Linked DNA regions of Oryctolagus cuniculus: region 2 is linked to region 1. The links are chromatin contacts, called in public Hi-C maps. All regions are on one chromosome and are shown on one strand. The core of a region is the stretch at or near the end of the contact, and the rest is flanking DNA. Distances in the headings are between cores, read along the strand shown.

Evidence for each region. A called contact is a pair of places that touch in the nucleus more often than the background predicts.
Region 2: a Hi-C map of an unstated tissue shows a contact between it and region 1, with 2.4 times the contacts expected there. The contact joins the enhancer-like site here to the promoter of CFAP90 in region 1. A contact is called at or near these places in 2 of 6 Hi-C or Micro-C datasets (ear pinna and an unstated tissue).

The regions. Positions count from the first base shown.
Region 1 is chr14:92,614,824-92,620,620 of mOryCun1.1, reverse strand. It overlaps CFAP90 (cilia and flagella associated protein 90), which reads right to left and starts at 3,806. Exons shown (of 3, transcript XM_008248839.4): 1 at 3,569-3,806. The coding sequence starts at 3,727.
Region 2 is chr14:93,537,810-93,543,571 of mOryCun1.1, reverse strand. No RefSeq gene overlaps it. Among named protein-coding and RNA genes, the nearest start is that of TENT4A, 45 kb to the left of the region's middle. Within about 2 kb of position 3,216, at least 1 of the 8 cell types and tissues checked has an H3K27ac peak or open chromatin away from gene starts, as enhancers often do.

The DNA.
Region 1 (5,797 bases), core at 2,557-5,056:
GGGCCTTTCCCAGGCTTAAGCGTGCAAGCTGCAGACCCTTAATTCCATGAGCTCCCTGGGATGCATACCCGCGTTACCTGCCCCCACCTGCCCAAATCTCTGGCAGAGAACGAGGGTCCTGGACACCGGAGATTGGCCCGAGGACCCAACACTCAGCGCACGCACTCTGCTAATCACCAACAGAGCAAATCCTAACAGCAGCCATGAGGAGGGTGAACCCACCAGGTGCCACTGCATGCGTAATTACATCAGTGCTCACAAGGGCTCTCCCAGGTTTGCCCTGCATTGTCTCCCCGATAGGGAGAGGGAGACTCCCTGACAGGAGCCAGTAGTCTTGCCCACCCTCAACCTATGCAATCAATGCGCCCCCCACAAACCATCCTGAGCGCTCTCTCAGCAGCCAGCTCCCTCAGTCCTCTCTGGTTGCTGCAGGAACCCCAGAGCAGCAGAAACATGGTTCTCAACCTCTGGAGTGGGTCTCAAGATCTCGGACCCTGGCAGATTCAGAGTCCAGCAAGGGTCCCTTTTCTCATTTCACAGCAGCCACCACCTCCCCGTGCCTCACAGGGTGCAACGGGGGGCCTCTAGGCTGCCTTGTCTGAGGGCACTAATCCCACACATGAGGGCTCTGCTCTGTGACCCAGTCACACCCCCCCCCCCCCCCCAGCCCATCTGCTTGGATGTTACGGTTTCCACCTGTGCATTTCAGGAGCAAAACATTCTGTAGTTTCTACTCAGCCTGACCCCTGCCTGCAATTAGGGGCATGGAGTTAGGTACAGCTGGGTCTTCCAACAGATCTGCTACAGAATTCACCCTCTGTTCCACATGATCTCCAGGCCAGCAAATCCACTTCTTGGGACCTGCAGCCGATAAACTTCGGCCCAGGTGACCCCAAGCTACCTTGGTACATGGGCTCAGCACACCTTCCCTTGTTCTTTGAAGGCCCTCTTAGAAGTTAGCATTTCTGTTGCATTTTCTTCTGTGTGACATCAAAGGCCCAGGACTTGACTTGTCCTATCAACATTACCCCAAGCCCACTTTGCTGCATTTGTTCTGAGCATCACCCCCACCTCCCAGAGGCCTTGGAGCAGGTAAAGGTCAGGCACAGTGGTCTCTACGGAAATTATTCAGTTCTGTGCCATAGCCATAGACAGTACTAGGAGAATAGTATGAGGCTATATTCTAATTAGACTTGGTTAAAACAGGTGGTGGGTGGACCACCCACCTGTGGCCCAGGCGCCTTCCTCGGCTGACAGGCACACCTCTGGCCCATCCTCACCCTCCTTCCAGGTGACGGAGGCCTTGCTCACTCCAGGCCTGTCTTGGTGGATTTGACTCCAGACTGGCAAATTCAAAAAGATTAAACCGGAGCTGCCAGGCTCAACTCCGCCCCCTTTCCCTCGGCCCTGCCCACAGGAGCAGATGATTACCCTATGCTTTTCCCTGCGGCCCCTGCTGCTGCGGCTGGGTGGGCGGCTCTGCCTGCTTGTGCCCAGGTCTGGACTGCACTATCCACAAGCTTGGGTGCCCAGAGCTCTCAGCAGGGTCCCACAGCCTGGCCTTTATCGCTGACCAGTGCAGATCCTGACCTCCACCTGCTTCGTCTTTTGTCCTATTTCTTTATAGCACCAAGGCGGTATTTACTGGAACCCCTCAAAATGGTGTATTCTGAGTGTTTTATTGTGGCTAAAAAGCCAAGGATTTTCTATTCCCAGTAAATGACCACTGTCCAACTTAAAACAGCAAGACTCCTAACTTTGACAATTTTTCTCATTCTGTGAATACTCCATAGTAATTGAAGATTAGTTGGCAGTCCTATAAACATTGTACACTTAACATGCAAAATCAGATAGACTGTTTAGTTTTTTTAATTTTTATTTTATTTATTTTTTGACAGGCAGAGTGGACAGTGAGAGAGACGGAGAGAAAGGTCTTCCTTTGCCATTGGTTCACCCTCCAATGGCCGCCTTGGCCGGCGCACTGCGTTGATCCGATGGCAGGAGCCAGGTGCTTCTCCTGGTCTCCCATGGGGTACAGGGCCCAAGCACTTGGGCCATCCTCCACTGCACTCCCTGGCCACAGCAGAGAGCTGGCCTGGAAGAGGGGCAACCGGGACAGAATCCGGCGCCCCGACCGGGACTAGAACCCGGTGTGTCGGCGCCGCAAGGTGGAGGATTAGCCTAGTGAGCCGTGGCGCCGGCCCTACAGTTCTTTCAAAACCTGTTGCCCCTGGGGAATAAAGAGGCCCACGGCAGGGCAGCGATGAGCTTGGGACCCACTGCTCCAGGTCCCCCAAGCGTGAACATCAGCAGAATCCAAGCCTGGGGCTGCAGTGGCTGGATGAGTGTCCCTTTCCACTCTCCCACCCAGAGGCATCCTCCAATGTCAGGGACACTGCTGGGGACACCTGGGGTTGCGTGGGATGCACCCGGGGACCGGAGCTGCCCTCACCAAGCACCCCGCGTCAGGGCATAAACAGCACGAACGGCAGCTTCAGGTAGAGGAGCCAGGTGTGTGCAGGGCTGGCTCCCTCTGAGGGCCCAGGGAGGACCTGTCCAGGCTGCCCCTGGAGGCACCTGCTCAGTGGCAGATGTCCCCTTCTCATAATGACTGGGGGATGCTGGGTTATGGCCTACCCCAGCAGCCTCCCTCTGATCATTTCTGGGTAATTCTATCTCCAAGCAGGCTCACGTTCTCAGGTAAGAAGGTTGGGACTCTAGCACGCGCATCTACAGCAGTCGCCGACGCTAGCGTCACACCAGGCTAACTCTGGGCCGTGCCCTTCCACTTGAAGCCTCACTAGCACAGCCATGTGCTCCGATCTGACGGGGGCTCCAGGCCTGGGGGGTGGGGGGAGGAAAGCAAAGAGGCATTTGGGGGGCTCACTCTACACACCTTGCTCCCGGGTACCTGGCTACCCCATGCCCCTACTCTGGGCCACTTTTAGCTGGGTTGAGAAAGGCCAGCTCTGGCGCCACTGTGCAGACTGAAGGGCCCAGGCCTCCCTTTCAGTAATGAGACCCCTGCACCCACCTCCTGAGCAGAACACGCGGTAGACATTTAGAGACAGCAGCAGGGAGAAAGGAACAGGTGACCCGCTGCAAGCCCTCGTGTAGCCTATGTCTTGGGCAGCGGGTGGGAGGTGCATGCGACCCTGGGCCCTGCCAGACTCCGGGGCCCACTACCTCCCACCCCTGCAATGGCTCCCGGCAGGGGCCTGGTCAGATCTGCCTTTTTCTCCCCTTTTCAGGCAGACAGAGGCCCTCATGCCCTGTGCCCCCACCCCCACGGCCGCCCTGGACCTGCCTGCCGCCCCCCACTCCGGAGGGAGATGTGCTCCCACCTACCGGGCAACCCCGGTGTCCCGGACCCTTCTCCAGGTCCTGGACACAGGGCACCCCGCTGTCCTGGTAGGAGTCCCTGGCTCTTCAGGAACTCAGACGCCCAGCGAGCAGCTCCCTCCCTTCCCCGAAGGGCACCCTCCGTGACCCAGCCAGGCCCGACCCCTCTCCCCGGACGCGCCCCTCTCTGTCCCCGCGACCCGGCTCCCCCCCGCCCCCCGCACACCTGGCCCTGGCGGTAGTAGTAGCTGTACTCCTTGGGGTCCAGGCGCCGCGGCGGGACGTAGCTGAAGGCCGACAGCGCCGAGATGGGCAGCGGCCGCGGCCTGGCCCGCAGTGTGGCGGCCGTGATCTCCTCTTCCTCCTCCAGGCCGTCCTGGTCCATCGCCTCCGCCCGCCCAGGGACCCAGGCCGCGTCCGCTCTCTGGCCCGGCGCCTGCGTTTGGCACTGCGCCCGCGTTCGGCCGTTGCCTGGACACTGTGGCCTGGCGACCCGCGGCTGGGCCGAGGCGGCGGGGGCAGGGATGACTCCCGGGGCACCTGCGGCCACGCCTGGCGTCCCGCCAGCCCTCAGCTCCCGAGGGAGGAGGCCCGGCCGTCTTCTGCGCCCGGGGGCCACCTGTGGCTTATCCAGGGGCGCCCGGGCCAGCGCAGGTGTTAACCCGCTTTGGCCCCGTGCACTCCTGGCCGTACGGGCTCGGAGAGCCGCTTGCGGGGCAGAGTTGTGAACTTAGGAGCTGCGTGTGTTCAAAGGAAAAGGCTAGCGAAGACCGAGAGGGTCAGGGAGCGCCCTCTAGGACGAGGGGCAGTGGGAGGGGGACCCCGCGGACAAGCACACCAAGGCGCACCTGGGGCGGGAAGGGGCAGGACCCCGTGATGGGGGCTGGTGGTAGGAGTTTCTTCCCCTGCCGCGATGCCTTTCAAACCAGAACACCCGAGGATCCCCAGTGGCTCATCCTCAGGTTTTCTCTGTAGGGTGACTCCCTCTATCGATGAAGACCCCAAGGTCCCCTACTTGAAGCATCAAACTCAAGAACTGAGATTTAGAAATGGAAATTTCATTTCGGCTTGTCCTGCTGATTTTGAAATAAAAATGAATGTGGTTTTATGTGATGCCTGAAACTAAAATCCCCAAATGCTAACAAGTCTGGCAAGCAGCAGGCACCGCCCAGCCCCAGCAGGAACCATGGTGCCTAAGGCAGATACCTGACCCCAGGACCCATGGAGCCTAAGGCAGATACCTGACCCCAGGACCCATGGAGCCTAAGGCAGATACCTGACCCCAGGACCCATGGAGCCTAAGGCAGATACCTGACCCCAGGACCCATGGAGCCCTAGGCAGATACCTGACCCCAGGACCCATGGAGCCTAAGGCAGATACCTGACCCCAGGACCCATGGAGCCTAAGGCAGATACCTGACCCCAGGACCCATGGAGCCTACGGCAGATACCTGACCCCAGGAACCGTGGTGCCTAAGGCAGATACCTGACCCCAGGACCCATGGAGCCTACGGCAGATACCTGACCCCAGGACCCATGGAGCCTAAGGCAGATACCTGACCCCAGGACCCATGGAGCCTAAGGCAGATACCTGACCCCAGGACCCATGGAGCCTAAGGCAGATACCTGACCCCAGGAACCGTGGTGCCTAAGGCAGATACCTGACCCCAGGACCCATGGAGCCTAAGGCAGATACCTGACCCCAGGACCCATGGAGCCTAAGGCAGATACCTGACCCCAGGACCCATGGAGCCTAAGGCAGATACCTGACCCCAGGACCCATGGAGCCTAAGGCAGATACCTGACCCCAGGACCATGGAGCCTAAGGCAGATACCTGACCCCAGGAACCATGGAGCCTAAGGCAGATACCTGACCCCAGGACCATGGAGCCTAAGGCAGATACCTGACCCCAGAAACCATGGAGCCTAAGGCAGATACCTGACCCCAGGACCCATGGAGCCCTAGGCAGATACCTGACCCCAGGACCCATGGAGCCTAAGGCAGATACCTGACCCCAGGACCCATGGAGCCTAAGGCAGATACCTGACCCCAGGAACCATGGAGCCTAAGGCAGATACCTGACCCCAGGACCAATGGAGCCTAAGGCAGATACCTGACCCCAGGACCCATGGAGCCTAAGGCAGATACCTGATCCCAGGACCATGGAGCCTACGGCAGATACCTGACCCCAGGACCCATGGAGCCTAAGGCAGATACCTGACCCCAGGACCCATGGAGCCTACGGCAGATACCTGACCCCAGGACCCATGGAGCCTAAGGCAGATACCTGACCCCAGGACCCATGGAGCCTACGGCAGATACCTGATCCCAGGACCCATGGAGCCTACGGCAGATACCTGATCCCAGGACCCATGGAGCCTAAGGCAGATACCTGACCCCAGGACCCATGGAGCCTAAGGCAGATACCTGACCCCAGGACCCATGGAGCCTAAG
Region 2 (5,762 bases), core at 1,967-4,466, 920 kb before region 1:
AGTGGGCGGGAGAGGTCATTTGGTGGCTGCTTCTTTAAATCGGGTTGGGGTCCTGGCCTTTGTCCAAGGCCTGAGCAAGAGAAAAGGAACCGAGACAGGTCCTGTTCTCACCGTGAAGGTGACAGGGATCCAGAGTATGTGCCCAATGCTGTTTGCACACGCTCTCTGAGAGGCTGGGTGTGATGCTTTGTGTGCAGGCTTCCCCAGGAAATGTTTGCTGCTTCCACCTCTCCTGGGTGGTCACGCCACGAAAGACGGCATTGCAGACCACACGATCAGAACGTAGCTTCAGACGTGACGGATTTGGAATGTGAAAGGAAACGTGTGTAAGAATTTTTCTAGGTCGGTGAGTGACAACTCTGAGCAGGCTGCAAGGCCCCCTGGGTGCTCTAGAGCCGTCAGCCACAGGGCCTTGCACTGTGCAAAGCCAGGCATCGTGGGCAAGCGTCCCTCCTCCCCGAGGTGGTTCTGGTGGACGCGACAGCCCTGACCTTGACGTCCACTCTAGGGAAGCAGGTGCTTGGGGAGAGGGATGACCGCAGCCTGGTGCCCCCAGATCAGGCTGAAACCCAGGGCTGGCGGGCACCATCCAGCCACGCTGTGGAGACTCGAGCAGACTGGATGTAGAGTGGGCCCATGGGGTGTGGAGGGGCAGGTCTATGCTGGAGGGGCTGAGACATGGCTGACTTAGGGTCCTGGCGAGAGCGCCAGGTGGACGGGGTAGGCAGGAGGGCATTGCCCTTGGCCTCTGGGTTTCCCTGTGATTGGCAGTGCGGCCTCCCCGGAGCCCATGCCTGCAGGGGACCAAGGAGCCTGACAGGAAGTGACTCCGGCATCTAGAGGGAGCCAGGTTAGAGGTGGACCTGGAGCCCGAGGGGAGCAGTGAGACGGGCCCTGCACTCCCGGGGTCCCCGGGGAAGGAATGTGTCCTGGCCCCAGCCATGGAAAGCAGGAGACTCCCAGGAGGAAAGGAGGCCTGCCCCGTCCGGTGACAGGGCTGCGTGTCCTCCCTGGGCTTGAGAGGGACATCAGCACACGGGGGTGTCTGGTTCCTGTCCACTGTGACTGTGACCTCACCGTGTGGCTCGGCTGTGAGTTTGCTGCCTGGCAGGATCCCCACCTTGGCTCGGAGCCCTGCAACCCCAGTGAGCTGTTCATGGTCGGGGTTCCTGGACTCCCCATGCAGTGGCCACAGCTTTCCGGTGCCAGCTCTTGTGAACCCAAGTGACCCGTGGTCAGCAGCCAGGCACCGGGACCCAAGGGCAGGTGGGGCACACGGATGCCCCTGCTGTGGGCAGATGCAGGCTTGTGTTAATCCCACCTTCCTGGGACAGTCCGACCTGCACAGTTTACCCTCACACCTGTGAGATTCTGCCAATCCTCAGGTGACTTGGAAGAGTAGAGGAAATGTAGTGACCAGTAAACACACATGCACATTCACACATGTATACACACATTCACATGTACCACATACATATGCATGTGTACACATCCTATACACATACCACACACATATACATGTGCATATATACACACCATACACGCATGCATACACACACCTCGTGCATACACACACCACATGTATGCAATATACATGTACACATACGCTGCACACACATGCCATACAATGCACATACCACACACATTACACATTAATACAGACACACCACATACCACACACACGTTTACATATATGCACATATACATATATGCACATACCACAATACACATACACACCACACACACTATACACATGCACATATACACATGCATACACCACATGTACACACAGGCACACATATACACATTCATGCACACATGTACATATACATGCCACAATACATATATACACATATACCACACGTGTACCACACATACATATACATATACAATATACATGTACGCATACACATGCTGCACACATACATACATGTCACACAATGTATACACCACACACATTACACATTAATACAGACACACCACATACCACACACATTTACATATACACATTTACATATATGCACATACCACAATACACATACTACACACATGCACACAGCACACACATACTATACACATGCACATATACACATATGCATACACCACATGTACACACACAGGCACATACACATGCACACATGTACATACACATATACCACACGTGCACCGCACACATATACAATATACGCATGTACGCATATACACATACATACGTCCCCGACACCTCACTTTAAGAACAGCTCAGAGTTCGTTCATTTGTTGTCAGTGCCACAGCCTGGTCCTGGGGAAGTCCTGACGTCAGAGCCTCAGACGTTCTGGTGGGAGGAGGACTCCAGACCTTAACAGGCTCTCAGGAGCCGGAGTGGGGGGTCAGCCACCAGGGGGCTGGCCGCTGCCCGCAGTGGGGTGAGCTTGTGCGAGCGAGGGGGCGGCGCTGGCCTGGGCGGGTCTCTGAAATGGGGAGCTGGGCGGGGCATAGCCCTGGGTGGGCCAGAGTGCGTGGGCCACCCGCACCCTTCTGCCTATGTCTCGACGTGTTCCCAGGGCGTTTTCCTGGTTGGGGGTGCAGGTGGTGAGGCCAGTTCCGAGTCTCCTCCACGTCCGTGCCCCCTCCCACAGAACTGCCAGGTAGCTTTCAAGCTGGGAAGAGGCTGTGGGGTCAGTGAGGACAGCTTAGCCCCAAAGGTGAGAAACCGAAACTCGGCTTCTTAGGCCACAGCAGCCCTGAGCAGGTGCACCCGTGCGTGCCAGCCAGGGAGACAGTGTGGGGAGTTCCCCGCGCCTGACCCAGGGCCTGCAGCTGCAAGGGGCTGTGTCCTGTGTGTGTCTCCATGTGGGTGTCTCGCAGGCCTCAAACCCCGCAACCCCTAACCCAAATCACCTGCTTCCCCATCGTCCCACACCCCTGCTGCTCCCAGCATGTGCCCCTCTTCAGCAGGGACCTCAAGTTCCACCTGTCAGCCGGGCGACTGTGCTGCCACCTCTGAGCCTCCTGGAATCTGCCGCCTGCGACTCCTTCATTACCTAGAATCATCCGCACCTTTTCCTCCCGTCTGCTCTGGGCTTGCCCCCACTCCCTGGACCCCAGGACGCCTCCTGGCCAGGTCCCAGGTGGTCCCAGGGGCAGAGTGCACATCCCGGCCCTTCCCCCTCCTCTGGCGGGGGACCCCTTCCAGGAGTTCCCTGCAGTGCGCCCCGCTGAAGAGAGGGGGCAGTCTTGCCTCAGCCAGACCATTCCCCAGACCTGGGCTGGTCCAGGCTTCCCCTCTCGGTAGGCGGGGCCCTGAAACAGGTTGTGCGTTTAGTTAGTATTTAAGAGGAAATCCGGAACTCAGGTTTAAAAAACGCCAGGCAAATGAGGCTGCGATTTGTTTCTCTGATAAAGAGAGATCTGTGAGATCACACGGACCAGTAGGATGCGGCTATGGGCACAGCCCCTGGGGGGTCTGGGCTGAGAAGGGGGGATGGGGGGTGTGGGGGGTCTGGGCTGAGAAGGGGGGAATGGGGGGTGTGGGGGAGTCTTCTGCCACCCCAAAGGTGCCTGCTGTCTCCACCGGGGGAGTGAGCGATCAGAACCCCTCACCCCTGCAGAACCTGTGCCTGAGCAGGGGATGAGGGGCCACTTTGTCACGGGGTGGGGGGCGCTGATGTGCTGGGAGGGGCACCTGGAATTGAGGAGCGCACACACCCCCACGCACTCCTCCGCCCCGTCTCCTTGTCCCCCTGCTGTTCTCTGCTGCGGAATCTGCCTGCTCTCCCAGATGCAGGGCCTCAGGGGCAGGACAGGAACAGGGGGCCGAGGGCCTGGGTCCATGTCCATCTCCCTCCCTGGTCACCATGTGAGCCCCTGGGCGGGCAGCATCCTGCAGCCGGCTCTTCACCTGGGCAAGGATGCTGCACCTGCCGCCTGCGGGTGTGGGGGCCCCAGTGCAAGCCCTGGGCAAAGCTCTGTCTGCAAACCACAGCCCACCTCTGCAAGCCCAGCTTCTCCCTCTGCCCTTCCTGGCGGGACGAGCCTCGTGGCACACCCGGCTGGCACTCACCGAGGAGGCTGGCTGCGGCAGTGGCAGGACCTGGAGGCTGGGTACGGGGAAGCTGTGGAGTAGCCACCGCGGACGTCAGGGCCCTGTCCCCAAACACTTGCCACCGGGTTCCACAGGAGCAGAGGGGGAAACAGGGCGCACCTGCACCTCAGGTGCTCATGGGTGGGGCGAGCCCGGGGAGCTGGGCCACTGACTGGCCCTAGGGAGTGGGTGTCCATCAGCCGGCTGCGAGTGGGAGTGGCCTCATTCTGGTTGCTAGGCTTATGGCCACGTTAAGAGAACAGCAGTTTTGGTGAATAACCTATAAATAGTTACATAAAACTGAAGGTAGTGGCAAATAAATATTTCTGCTTTAATGGAGAAAACTCATTTTTCCTCTCTACATTTTTTGGTGTGCTCTGTGCTGCTTGGACTTCCTGTCCTAGAGGTAATGGGGTTTGAGGGAGGCAGCTGGGCCCTCTGTCTGCATTCGTCACAGGCCTGGGCTGTGTCCCTGCCTGGGGGTCCTTCTTCCCGCTGGCCTCCCACTCTGTGACGCTCTGCTGCCCCCGGGCCCCCCAGGCAGGATGAACCACTTTTGGGAGAAACGCACATTTGCTGGCTCCTTCCTGGATGGCATGCAGCGACTCAGTCTGGGAAAGGCACGGGACCCAGTGGTGTTCCTGGTGGGGTGTGCACATGACCACATGTGCGCACGTGCATGTGTGCCCCATGTGTGTGCATGCATGTGTGTGAGCACCCACACAGCACGGTATGTGGCTAGAACCTGCTCAGCCCTCCTTCAGGGCTGACGATGGGGCCCGGTGTCCGCCTGGAGCCGGCTGAGAGCCACCTGACCTGGCAAATGACTGGGACATTTTTTTTTTTTTAAGATTTATCTATTTGAAAGGCAGAGTACAGAGAGGCAGAGGCAGAGAGAGAGAGAGCGAGCGAGAGAGAGAGAGAATCTTATGTCTTTTGGTTCATTTCCTGAATGGCCGCAATGGCTGGAGCTGCGCCAATTCGAAGCCAGGAGCCAGGAGCTTCTGGGTCTCCCATGTGGGTGCAGGGGCCCAAGCACTTGGGCCATCTTCTACTGCATTCCCAGGCCACAGCAGAGAGCTGGATTGGAGGTGGAGCAGCCAGGATGCGAACTGGCACCCATATGGGATGCCGGCACTGCAGGCGGTGGTGGCTTTCCCTGCTGTGCCACAGCCCCGGCCCCTGGGACGCTCTTAATCCTTTCCACTTCCCCTTTTCATCCTGACTGATCCTTTTCCTCTTGGACACGAATGAAGAAGCGAGGGCTCATGACTCGTGGCTTAAGGGGATCAGGCTGGGAGCCCGAGAGCTTAGAGTTTGGCTCCTCTGGCTGCTGAGAGCAGAGGCTCCTGGCCTGGGGCCTAGGGGAGTGGATTGGACCAAAAGCACAGCCTGAGCCGCTGCACGTGCTGATGGGTGGGGTTCCCATGGCTGCCCAGGAGAGGGTACTGGTACTGCTGTGGGTGAGGGGACAAGGTGGGGGTGTGTCCCACAGGCAGCGGCAGGGCCAGGGCCTGCTCAGGGACCTGGCTCCAAGCCCAGGCTGCTCCCGAGGGGCTTCTCCAATACTTCCCCAATTCTAGGCTCTGCTTCCGTGAGTTTGTCTCTCTTAGATTCCTCGTATGAGTGAAATCAGGTGCCTGGCTGACTTCACTTAGCATAATGTCCCCAGGTTCCTCCCTCTTGTTGCCAGTGCCA